Regions from separate parts of the Mus musculus genome. Here region 2 is linked to region 1. A link is a contact called in public Hi-C data. All regions are on one chromosome and are shown on one strand. Each heading gives the region's core, a stretch centred on a gene start, on an enhancer-like site or on the middle of the called end of the contact. The rest is flanking DNA. Distances are from core to core; before and after follow the strand shown.

Region 1 (3,501 bases), core at 61-2,560:
AACTTTCTCTTCTTCAGTTACTCACAGTACTTTATTTCCTTCCTGTCTTTTTTAGTTTTAGACAGTCTTCCTCCGTACAGCAGGCTAGCCTGGAACTTACTCTCCTTCTGTTGTCACTTCCAAAGTGCTGAGATGAAGCCCACTGTCCTTTCTGTCTCAAAGCCCTTTTGTGTTAAGGTCTGTGACTTACAGGGAGAAATATTTCCTGTGGTTCATGGATGAGACAACAGGACAGTGGGTTTCCTTTCTTCAGACCTGAACAGTTTTACTGTCATGTCCCAGGTGAATGTGGTTTCTAGGTTCCAGTTGTTTTGTTTTGTTTGTTTTTTTAACTTTCAGAAAAAGTTTACTTTGTCAAGGTCAGAAAAGCAGGTCAGAAATGGAATCTTCTGCCAAGCTTGGTGTTCTGTAATCCTACCACTTGGAAAGACTTAAGGCAGGAGGATTATAAACTTGAGGCCAGGAAGGCAAGAGAAACATACAAACTCCCCAGAGACACAAACTCTTTAAGTCAAGAGGAACATTGTGGTTTTTGTGCCTCCTGTGTGGTCAGCTCTGAGAATGAACTGGCTAAATCCTTGTTGGATTTTCAACTGGCAGAAGTAAGGCAGGGTCCTACCCAGAGACCAGAGGACGAGCTCCAGTCTAACTTCTCGAAGGAGAAAAGCTTAAATCTGTGCCTGATAATTACGAAGGGCTGAAAATGTGTGTATCCATGTGAGGATGCGTGTGTTTTTGAAACAAGGTCTCTAGCTCAAGCTTCCTTATATATCCAAGGATGAACTTGAGCTAGGTTTCCCTGCCTCCATCTCTCCTAAGCACGGTATTCCAGGCACCTGCCGTCACGCCTGGATTATTTACTGCACAAATGAGTACAGTGACCTGGCTCTTGTAGCCCATTATCCTGAATTTGTTCATAACCACCCTGGTACTTTTCTTATTTTCCACCCCTGAAATCTGCTCCTCTGTTCCCTGCCCCAGGAACTGACTCCAACACCCATCTGTTTATTCAAACAAGAATCTAAAAACATCCCTGACGCATCCCTCTCCTCTCTGAGCTGGCTGCTGTGTGCAAGCCAACAGGAAGCCAACACTCTCTACAATGTGACTCTTCTTTTTCTGCTACAGTCAGAGCGGCCATGACACCATCACCTCGCACCAGAATTGCGTTACTAATGGCTTTGACCTGCTCTCCTCTGATGCTATGGTCCAGTTTCAAACCCTCTTCCACCTGCCGGTAGTGGGGCTTTTTCAAAACAGAGATCTAATCTTGATCAAAGTACAACAAAACAGAAAACAGGCTCACTGCTCTTTGGCACCACCTAGGGGACAGAATGGAACAGAGGCAAGGGATGGTGGGGGTGGGGTGCGGTGGGGAGAAGGAAGTGTGGGCGGGGCTGGCCCTGCTTCCTCCAGGGGCAGGGTAAAAAGAGTGAAAGGCTGTAGGGTTTTTAGTTTCTTCCGGGCTGGACATATTTGTATACACAGCTCCCTGTCCTCCACGCAGGTCTTTGATGGCTGGGGTCTGAGGGTTTCCAGCACCCTGGGCGCTGTTTCAAAACTTCAACTATCTGGTGGAGAGTCAGGCAGGAGAATTTACCTTCTTGGAGGTAACATCTGCCTGCAGGTTTAGAGCAGATTTAGGAGCACAGAACAGTCACTAGAGGGAGGAAAAGGCAAGCGAACAATTCAGGCTTTCTTAGGTCTCCAGGAGGCTTCTCCTGGAGCCACACACTGGAATCACCCAGGGAGACCTTAAAAACCAGAGATGCTCATCCTAGCCCTAATGATCTTGCTGGCTGAGGTTTTGACTAGATGGTCCCAAGGGGCAGCCAGGGTTTACAACCGGAAGCAAAGAAGGAAGGAGAAAGGAAGAAGAGTGAGGAAGGGAAGACAGGAAGAAGGAGGGGGCTAGGAAGGGAGAGAGGAAAGGGAGAATGAACGGTTCATCTTAATAAAGACAAAGATTCACACGAAGACCACCGTGTAGTCCTCCCGTCTGTATTCCCACCATCCCAGGCTCCAGTGTTTGACATTCCAGCCACACAGCTCTATGTTCCCTTCTTCAAGCTCATCCTACTCTCCCTGGACACAGAAGTTTTGACTTGCTAACTCCCTGGCTTTTTGCCATCATAGCTCTGGTCCCTCACCCTTCATATTTTCACTCTCACTTTCCCAGGATGCCTTTCAGGACGCTCTAGGGCATCCCCTGTATCCTCTGCAGCACCATCAACTGCACTGAACATTTGACTAGAACTTTTACTCTTAGTCGTTCTAGCTAGGGCTTCATGAACATAAAAGCTACATTTTAACTTATTATTTATATATAATATGTTAATATAATAACATGTAATAAGTTTATAAAATATACTTAAAATGGAACACGCACACACACACACACACACACACACTTAAAATAGAACACACACACACACACACACACACACACACACACACACACACACACACACACACACACACACACACACACATACACACACACTAGGTTTTCCTTCTAAAGTCCAAGCTAGCCTAGAACTAGCTATATAGACCAAACTGGCCTTGAACTTGTGATTCTCCTGAAGAGGGCCTAGCTTGTGGGATTGGCATCTGGTACATGAATGCACAGGTAAGTTTATTATTATTGTGCTGGGGGAATAAAACCTGGGATCTTGTGTATGCTGGGTAAGGAAGTGCTCTATCACTTAACTATAAGTCCAGCCTTAAGGTATCTTAAAGCTACATATAGAAATAGATATGTCGAATACATATAAAGCTAGATGAAGTTCCACTGAGCATTGGATACATTTGCAAGAATTTTCTTTACAGGTTTTGTATTTTAAAACTCAGTAGCAAAAAAATGGTGTGGAAAGATCAGCATGGGGAGTGACCACTAGAGGGCAGGAGAGGCAAAGAGATGCAGGCCAGCCTGGCAGCCCTGAGCATGGATGTCTTGCACATTCTCAGAGCAGGGATTTTGGGGCCATGGAGAAAACTCTGGAATCCAGAAGCCAAAGATGTCTCCTTTGTAATCCCTCGTGTCGTGTGCAGAGAGACAGCTTGTTGTCACCTTCCTTAACTGTGCTGAGCAGACACAGCCAGGATAGCAAGCATGAGCCATTTTAGGAACACTCAGGAATGTCAAGAAGACGCTCGTCCTAGAAGTTGCATAGACTGGCTCTCAAGAACAGGCAAAAACTGAGGATTCAGAGCTATCTATAGTCTGAAGCTGGGGGCCTACTTCCTTTCTCCCGTGTCAAATTGTGCTCAATGCCCCTCCCACCTCCCCCTCCCTTCCTCCCTTGGCACTGGGGATCAAACCCAGGGCCTTGTGCATGTCAGGCATATTCAGTTGCTGAGCTGCATTCCTCCCTGCTATTTTATTTTCCAGACACAGTCTTGCTATGTTATGTAGTCCAGGTTGGTCTGGAACTCTTGCATCAGCTTCAGGTTCCAAATTTGAGGATTGCAGGCAGAGTGCCCTTCTGTGATCAGCTCGGC
Region 2 (3,412 bases), core at 610-3,109, 33 kb before region 1:
ATATTTTTGATGTTCTGAAAGGTTCAAATATGACTGTCAAAGTACCAGGGGTATTGATTTGGGGAGACACAATCCAATTTAGCAAGTCTTTGAGTTTGTTAAATATAATGTAGATCTCGTGAACTCCTAGCTGTTTTCATTGTTGTGTATGAGTTCATAGAGGGCTGATTTACCCCTCTCTGTCTTGCCCACATTTTATGGTTTGTGTCAGGAAGCCTACCTGGCACACAGTACGTGCTGGATAACGATTATATTTCCATTGATGGATTGAAGAAGTTCAGTGGAAGGGTCATGCTCGTGACCATGGGTTCACCCCTGGACTAGGTATCTGCTTGGTGTGTGTGTGTGTGTGTGTGTGTGTGTGTGTATGTGTGGTGTGTGTGTGTGTGTGTGTGTGTGTGTGTGTGACAGAGAGAGAGAGAGAGAGAGAGAGAGAGAGAGAACCTAGGGTCTCATGTATACTTAGCAAGCACTCTAGCAACAAAGCCACATTCCTAGCTCCTAGTCTGCCTCTGATCATGTTGATAACTTCCAGCAAGCCCTTTGGTTCCTAAGTCCCAGCTTTTGGGACATCAAAGTGGGGTATCTTAGCTCCCAGATGGGTTACTTCTGTCTACAGTACCTGCTACTCTGTGGATTATGATAAGAGTTGTGATGGTGCACAGGATGAACTGTGCCTGGCACAGAACTACTATCTGTAAACACAGGCTTTCAGTCTTAATCGTTCCCATAGCAACTCTTGAGAGTTTTATACCTCTGTACCCATTCCATAGATGTGGAAACTGAAAGTGAGGGTGATTGAGTGAGTTTATTTAAAGACACAAATAAGGGAGGGCTGGCTCTGGAGAGTCCAGGCTCCTGCTGCTAACACTTGGCTGTTACATAAGATTCACGGGGCCATTTTTTACTAGTTACAAAGTCGTCGTCCACCCCCCCCCCCCGCCCCCGGGTGTGCTTGGCTCCATTGATCAGAAGGATGAGTGCAGCCTGGATCCACTCCTGCACTCATCTGGGATTAGAGTGGGGGAGAACCCCTCTCTCCTCCTATCCACTTGGGGAACCCTTTCATACTGTACATGATTTGATTGGCTCTCTTTTCTCTGGCACTTCTGAGTTCCACCCTTTGGGGTAGGGTGTTGGCTTGTCACACTGAGTTTGACAGCCCAAAGGCAGAGGCAATTGCTGGTTGAAAAGGCAAGAGGGAGGGGGAGGGAAGAGAAGCCTTCCGGGCTTGTAATAGGGTCTTCTCTAACTCTTTTGGTCAAAGAGCCCTTGAATCTGGCTGCAAGCTGGAATCCCCTGGGGGAAGTTTTTAATAAAAGCTCCCCACGTCCAACTCAAACCAATTACATCTGGGGCTCGGGGTGGGGGTGGAGGCATGGAACCCAGACAGCAGCATGCCTTACTATCCCTTAACCAACAATCAATGCATGCCCAAGTTTGAGAAGTGCTGCGATCCTGTTCTCCCCTCAGCTCAACTGGAGGCACCCTAGGACAGCAGTCCCACCTTTCTGTGTTGAAGACTTGCTGTGTGGGGGCTGGGCGTGCCTTCCGGAGGCCCAGGCTCGTGAAGGATGTCTGAGTGCGAGCCAGGGACCTGGGGTTCTGCTCAGCTTAGGCCCAGCTCTGGGACAGCGGGGCTCCAGGTCCTCTTGGGGCAACAGCACATGTGGCCGCTCTGTCCTCGTTGGTCATCAATGCAAACCACAAACGAGGTTGCGCGGCGGCCAACCCACCCCAGCCTCAGACATTCTAGGGACACGCCCGAGGAATCCTTACCTTAGCTGCCGGCGCTGTCCTCCAGTCCCCGGAACCCTAGGACTCTGGTTCCATCTGTCTCCCTCGCCGGCGCCAGACAGGCGCCACTAGAGCGCAGGCACCACCTAGTGGCCGTAAGATGGTAGCGCGGGCAGGGGCTGGGAGGTGCGAGCGCAGTGCAGGGCGGAAATGCAGCTGGGCCTTCCCACGCTGGTGGCTTCCAACACCGCGGAGCCCGGGGGGGGGGCGCAGATTTGGCCTGGGCTGCACCACCTTCACCCCTTGGGGAGCGTGGGGAACGGAATTTGTTGTACTTTTTCTTGGAGGCGTGGAGGAGCTGTCAGGTCTGGGCCTCTGACCTGGGATCCACCCTGGGATTTTCCTGGCAGGGCTCATGGATCTTTCCTTTCCACCGTCAGCTTTCAGTACGCCCTAGTCTGGCGTGGCTTCTCCTTTAAACACCCTGGGAGCATCCGAGGATGCCACGGACTGGGTTTATTTCAAGCCCAGGGATGCCTATCCCTATCAGCAGTCCTTCACGTCACCTCCCACCCTTTCCCTGGTTTTCTGATGCCTCCATTACCTTCTGCTGACCTGTCTGTAACAACCCTGTCTGTACCAGTACGGGGGTGGAGTCCCGGAGACACAATTAGAACCCTTGGGATTTGGCCACCCAGGTGGTGTTTCTTCCGGAGGCTCATTAGCATGTCTTTGGCGGGTCGCCTGGCATCCCTGACTCCTTAGCCTCACATTCCAGCAACAACCTCCTTCATCACTGTGACGCCAAAAACACCCCTTTGGGTTTCCAAATGTCTCCCTGGTTGGAGGGAGAACTGCTCCAGGCTGAGAACTAATTAGCTGATAATTAAGATCAGATGACGCTAAATGAAGTCCACTGTCCACGGAAGTCCTATTACCACGCATTGTAGAGCTGAGGGGATCTTCAGGCCGGTCCTTTCCAGCAGGTTTCAGTATTTTCTTCTAACTAAGACATAGTGGACAGTGTTACAAAAATAGTGGATTTAGGGCTGGTGAGATGGCTCAGCAGGTAAGAGCACCCGACTGCTCTTCCGAAGGTCCTGAGTTCAAATCCCAGCAACCACATGGTGGATCACAACCATCCCTAACGAGATCTGACTCCCTCTTCTGGTGTGTCTGAAGACAGCTAGTGTACTTACATATAATAAATAAATAAATCTTTTTTAAAAAAAGTATAATGAATCCCTTAAAAAAAATAGTGGATTTAGAAAAAACAAAAAATTGCCGGAGTGGTGATTGGTTGTACTCGGGAGTCAGAAGCAGCGTCTGGTTTACATAGTAAACTCCAGGCTAGCCTGGGAAATGTCTCAGCAGGTATAGGCACTTGCCACACACACAGTATGCAAGTATATAATTTTTAGTGGATTATTTTTAAATGCTGGATTATTTAATGCACTCATGCAACCTTTATTTCTTCTTCTTCTTCTTCTTCTTCTTCTTCTTCTTCTTCTTCTTCTTCTTCTTCTTCTTCTTCTTCTTCTTCTTCTTCTTCTTCTTCTTCTTCTTCTTCTTCTTCTTCTTCTTCTTCTTCTTCTTCTTCTTCTTCTTCTTTGTTATTTTGAGACAGGGTTTCTCTATGTAGCCCTGGCTGTCCTGGAACTCACTCTGCAGACCA

What was found. Hi-C and Micro-C count contacts between places; a contact is called where the count stands out from the background.
Region 2: a Hi-C map of uterus shows a contact between it and region 1, with 4 times the contacts expected there. The contact joins the promoter of Chd9 here to the enhancer-like site in region 1. A contact is called at or near these places in 1 of 39 promoter capture datasets (macrophages), 2 of 15 datasets of contacts at CTCF or cohesin (CD8 T cells and embryonic stem cells), 27 of 484 Hi-C or Micro-C datasets (B cells, CD4 T cells, CD8 T cells and 14 more), 6 of 115 datasets of contacts at active chromatin or transcription factors (the 230-238 cell line, double positive thymocytes, effector CD8 T cells and 2 more) and 3 of 9 other capture datasets (adipose tissue, liver and pancreatic islet).

What each region holds. Positions count from the first base shown.
Region 1 is chr8:90,793,355-90,796,855 of GRCm38.p6, reverse strand. No RefSeq gene overlaps it. Among named protein-coding and RNA genes, the nearest start is that of Gm19935, 22 kb to the left of the region's middle. Within about 2 kb of position 1,310, at least 177 of the 459 cell types and tissues checked have an H3K27ac peak or open chromatin away from gene starts, as enhancers often do. A contact at or near this core is called in the 230-238 cell line, B cells, CD8 T cells and 15 more, where this site is marked.
Region 2 is chr8:90,827,282-90,830,693 of GRCm38.p6, reverse strand. It overlaps Chd9 (chromodomain helicase DNA binding protein 9), which reads right to left and starts at 1,859. Exons shown (of 40, transcript NM_177224.2): 1 at 1,780-1,859.